Linked DNA regions of Sus scrofa: region 1 is linked to region 2. A link is a contact called in public Hi-C data. All regions are on one chromosome and are shown on one strand. Each heading gives the region's core, a stretch centred on a gene start, on an enhancer-like site or on the middle of the called end of the contact. The rest is flanking DNA. Distances are from core to core; before and after follow the strand shown. Region 1 holds the start of UBE3C (ubiquitin-protein ligase E3C). Region 2 overlaps UBE3C (ubiquitin-protein ligase E3C).

Region 1 (2,700 bases), core at 153-2,652, 48 kb after region 2:
CCTTGTTCTGCAGCCAACCACCTCCCACCCATCACCACCAGGCAAAAACCCAACGCTTGAAAACGGTCAGCACACTTTTCTCCCAACTCCCCTACCCTCAGAAACCATCACACACAATTTAAAACATAGTCTAACATGGACTTGAGCATCCTCTTAGGGTCCCCCCGTCATGAAGTGTACCACCCAGAACATACGAATACAGAAGAAAGGCCACGTAAAGCATTTAAAGGACATTTTTTAGAAAAGGATGTACTCAACAACCAGCCCCCTGTACTCGCTTAAAACTCTTCAATCGCTAAGCACAGGGAACCATGTGTGACTGTTAGTCTGATAAAACTAAAACGGGCAGGAAAGGGAGCCAGTGGAGAAGGGGTGGAAAACAAGCAGATGAAGCAATATCGAGGCTGAGGGAGTTACTAGCAATTCCACCGGATCGACAGACGCCAGTCAGTAGAGAGGACAGCAGAGTGACTACTTTGTCCACCGTTATTCCAAACTGCTATCCTAAGGAGAATTACACGAGCCACTGTAACAGAAAAAAAGTCCTAGAGACTCTCCAGAAATGTTTCCAGGAGGCTGGTAAAGGGTCATCTCCGTAGCCCCGGATTCAAACACGCGGCCAATGAGGAGTTCTGCCTCAATTTCAGACGGCTGTCACGAACAAATACAGTGTGCTTACTTTCTACAACAGGAAATACCCCAGGGAGCGTTCTAAATGCAGTCACTACGCAGTGTCAAGGGTGATAAAGCATCTAAAGCGCCTCTCTGGAAAGAAACACTGTGTCCTGTGCGTCTCACCATCCAAATAGAAAAAAGCCCGTCCACCCGCAGCATCCCTGGCCTTCTGGGCGATTCCGGTCCACAAAGCCCGAGTCCCCTGCAGCCTTCCTCCCAGACCCGCTGTACGCCGTCGGGGCAGGTGACCCAGAGCCGTCCCTGCCGCGGGGACAGATGCCCCGCCCGGGGTCCGCGCGGCCGGCCCCGCCCAGGCCCCGAGACGCCGCCGCACGCAGGCCGCTCTTACCTTCCTGCTCGCGCCTCCGAGAGACACCTTGGGCCTCGTTTTGAAATCCCCTTCAAAACTAAACATCTTTACAGCCTATCCCATCTGGGAGGAGCCCGACCCTCTGAGCCCGGGCGGGCGGGGCGGGCCCGGGGGGTCCCGGCGGGAGGGGAGCGGCGGGGACGAGGCCGCGCCGGGGAGCGACCCCGAGCCACCCGGGCGCGCTGTCCGCCCGGCCTGACCTCGGGCGGGGGGAGGAGCGACGCTGCGGGGCGGCCTCGCCCACCTCCCCGTCATCCACGCCTGGCCGCTGCTCCGGCCGAGCCCGAGCGCTGGGAGGGCCGCGGACCCCGCACTTGCACCAGGAACGGCCGCGGGAGGAAAGATGGCCGCCGCCGCCGCTGCCGTGCGCCGCCCCGCCGGCGTGCGCGCGCCCGACGCCACGGCGCTTCTCCCCGCGCACCTCCCGCGTGCGCGCGCCCGCGCCGACCTGCGTCGGAGCGTGGGAAGGAGGGGCGGGGCCGGGCGCGTTCGTGAGGCGCAGGTACCCTGGGGACGGGGGCGCGACCGCGGGGGCGCGCGCGGCGCTCCGACGGCGGGTGCACCCTGAAGTCGGTCTGGTTTGTGCCCTTTTCTGGGAAGCGGACTCGTAGCTTCCGATAAGATACCGAACTTGACCCATCCGGGAGGAAAAAGATCAGGGTGATTACTTAATGCCCTGTAGAGAGTGCATGCATTTAACATTGCGACCTAGTTATGTGTGAGCTTCATACATGCATATACACACACATATACAGATATGCATATGTACACATGCATAAAAGTATATCATGTACACATACACATAAAATCACATGCACACAAATATCAAATTCACATACATATATAGCACATGCATACACTTATACATCAATATATATGTACATATATTTCATATACACACAACTGAAACCAAAAGCTTACTTTTCGGAGGTCCCCCATGTGGCTCAGTGGTAACCAACCCGACTAGTATCCATGAGGACACGGGGTGAATCCCTGGCCCTGCTCAGTGGGTTAAAGGGTCCAGGCATTGCTGTAAGCTGTGGCACAGGTTGGCAGCTACAGTGCCGATTCATCCTCTAGCCTGGGAACCTCCATATGACGCAGGTGAGGCCCTAAAAAGACAAAAAAAAAAAAAAAAAAAAAAGCTTATTTTTCATTACTGTGTCAAATGAACTATTTGTTATTTATTTTGTTTGTTTGTTTGCTTTTTAGAACGACATGTGCTACCTATGGGAGTTCCCAGTCTAGGAGTTTAATTGGAGCTGCAGCCGCTGGCCTGTGCCATAGTCATGCAGGATCCCAGCCGAGTCTGTGACCTATACCACACCGCAACGCTAGATCCTTAACCAACTGAGCGAGGCCAGGGATCGCACCCACATCCTCATGGACACTATTCAGGTTCATTACTGCTGAAGCACAACGGGAACTCCAGGATGTGCTATTTTTTAATCAGTTGCCTTAAAAAAAAAAAAATACTGGTTGTGGGAGTTCCCATTGTGGCTCAGTGGATTAAGAAGTAGTATCCATAAAGATGCGGGTTTGATCCCTGGCCTCACTTAGTGAGTTAAATGATCTGGCATTGCTTGGAGCTGCAGTGTGGGTCGAAGAGGCAGCTGGGATCCAGCGTTGCTATGGCTGTGGCGTAGGCCGGCGGC
Region 2 (2,700 bases), core at 145-2,644:
GCACCGAACTGAAAAAGCTTTCAAACGCCAATCTGAAAGTATCTGTGTTACCACCACAAAGAGCCTGCTTCCTACAACTAGGAGCTTTGCTGGACGTCGCTGTGTCCACGGCTTTGGGCCTAAGCCCGCCCTGGGCAGTGCGACGAGATCCAGCCCCAGAGGGGCCGGGACTGATTGCACGCATTTTGTGAATCAGCGGATTTCCGCAGTGGGAGACCTGTGAGGCTTCGTCCTACCTCCAGGTTGTCAGGTTTGCTGGAGCCCGAGTCGCAGCCCCCAAGGCGCCTGAGGGCCAGCACCTCTGCCTCCTCAAGGTCAGGGCTGCCACCGGGGTCTCTCAGACCCCTCCCAGTAAGGGTGATGGGTGATCTAAGTGAAAGCATCGCCCCGTGTGTCTCCACAATACAGTTCATTACCGTCGTTTCTGCGAATATTCTCCTGCGCATAATGTTCTAATAGATTGAACTCTGCAAGGGGCATATAAATTTAATGCCCACAGTGGAAGAGAAAGGAACAGGGTTTAGATAAATAAGTCACTTTTCAATAGAAACATCTCAAATTTAACTGTTTGCGTTCCCGCATTCAATCAAAATATCAGATACGTGCTCCAGGATTAGGATTTTCGGAGTATATAGCAGGGATTATGGAGTTTCGGTTTTTAAAAATTCAATCTTATTTCACTGTGGTGCTTCTGAGATATCCAAATGGCATTAAGAGCATGATCATTTAAAAACAGTGAAAGCATAAAATACGTGACATTTACCCAGGATTGTGACTCCTGGGTTAGGAAAAAATCCATTTGATCGTTTAGCCCAACCGCTCCTCAAATGTCACACAGGCCAAAAGCAGCCTGTTTCTATGGGAAAAAGAGGGGACTGTGCTACATCAGCTCTAAGGTCTTTTTCCAGCCGAAAAGGATGATGATTCTATAAAAGTGAGTTCTGCTGGTCACACGTAAACCCACACGATAACAACAACACACTAATGCACGAGGCTGAGAAATTTAAAGTTACTAGAATACTCAAAAATGGTAATGCAATAAATCATAGGAGATCAATTAAATAAACTATGGAAAAGAGAGTAAGAACAACAAAAAAACTATAAAAAACATGAACTCTCAACATAGAAATTCTAGAAGGTAGTATGTCCTTGCTTTATTTCTCCTAAGAAACTTAAGAAATTAAGCTCTTTTTAAAATAAGGTACTATCAAGTATCATTTTACAAAGATTTTTACTTAAATTCATCTTAAACATAAAATTCAGCACCTCAAAAATCTGAAGTACGTATTTTAAGCAAGTGTGTTTGCTCTTTTTTCTAAACAACACAAAAGGCCAAAGATCACAGCAACCTTTCATCCCACCCCCGGGAACAAGAGTCAATGCCCCGGATGCAGCCTCCAGGTACTCTGCCAACAGACCTCCGGAGAAGTGGGTTCCCCTACTGCGCCTCCTCTCATAACCCAACTCTTCACCCAAGACTGTAACGGCCGTCTTTCTGCAGGGGTACACACATTTCTGAAACACCACTGTCAGGGCTACACACATCCAAAGTTAACTTTGAGACAACCACAGCTCCTAAATCAATCATGATGCGATCATAAGGCAAATGAATAAAACTTTTTATACATTTAACAAAGGTTATTTGCGGCTTTAGTGCTAAAAGGTAAGGACGTGATGTGTTTTTTAGCATATATCGGGGATATATTTAAAATCATCCAGGAAGCTTTATTTAGAGGAGACAACCCTCTGAGTTAAGCAGTAAAGGGCATAAATCCGGGGTAGGCGTCTGCACAGACTGGCCAAGGTATTAAAGAGAACACAACAGCGCACAGCAGCTCGTCCGCAGGCACTAAAGGTCACGGCAGCAAGGTATTCCCAGAGATGTCCTCTGAACGGAAAGGCGTCACACGCAGGAGAAATACGACAAGCCAGCCGCCCGCAGCACCGCCCACTCCTGCCCCAGCGAGCGCAGGTGGGAGACCACGTGCTTTCCTGCTCCAAGGGTCACTTCACTGCCAAGAGCAATATTAAAAGAAATACATAAAAACGGAACTGTCCTGTTGTGCAGCAGAAATTAACACACTGTAAATCAACTATACTTCAATAAAAAAATTAAATACATATACAAATTGCACCTCTGAGATAACGCAAAATTAAAAATAAGCTCCAAATTTCCTTAATGATAACAAACATTTTAAGATGTATTTCAGTTTAAGTGCACCTGTCAAAACATTTTTTCTTCACAAACTAGGAACTGAGATTAGAAGATAAGCTTTAGGAGTTCCCGCTGTAGCTCAGCAGTTAACCAACCCAACTAGTATCCATGAAGACAAAAGTTCAATCCTTGGCCTTGCACAGTGGGTTAAGGATCCGGTGCTGCCATGGGCTGTGCTATAGGTTTCAGACACCTTGGATCCCATGTTGTGGGCTGTGGCTGTGACGTAGGCCAGCAGTTTCAGCTAGGATTCGACCCCTAGCCTGGGAACTTCCATATGCCGTGGGAGTGGCTCCAAAAAAGACAAAAAAAAAAAAAAAAAGAAGAAGAAGAAAAGCTTAGACACACAGCTGTGTTAAAACTAACAGCCCAGCGCTAAAACCATCATCAGTTTAAACACAGTTCCCTTTCCCCTGACAATTAATTTGAAGATGAACAGATTCCAACCTCTACTCACCCATCTACTGCGGTTTCAATTAAAACGG

What was found. A called contact is a pair of places that touch in the nucleus more often than the background predicts.
Region 1: a contact with region 2 is called in a Hi-C map of liver, with 1.7 times the contacts expected there. The contact joins the promoter of UBE3C here to the enhancer-like site in region 2. A contact is called at or near these places in 3 of 47 Hi-C or Micro-C datasets (epiblast stem cells and liver) and 2 of 2 datasets of contacts at active chromatin or transcription factors (alveolar macrophages and skeletal muscle).

Annotation. Positions count from the first base shown.
Region 1 is chr18:1,652,872-1,655,571 of Sscrofa11.1, forward strand. UBE3C (ubiquitin-protein ligase E3C) reads right to left here and starts at 1,403. Exons shown (of 22, transcript XM_021079034.1): 1 at 1,025-1,403. The coding sequence starts at 1,090.
Region 2 is chr18:1,604,982-1,607,681 of Sscrofa11.1, forward strand. The region is part of intron 10 of UBE3C (ubiquitin-protein ligase E3C); the gene reads right to left. Among named protein-coding and RNA genes, the nearest start is that of UBE3C, 48 kb to the right of the region's middle. Within about 2 kb of position 1,395, at least 2 of the 83 cell types and tissues checked have an H3K27ac peak or open chromatin away from gene starts, as enhancers often do. A contact at or near this core is called in liver, where this site is marked.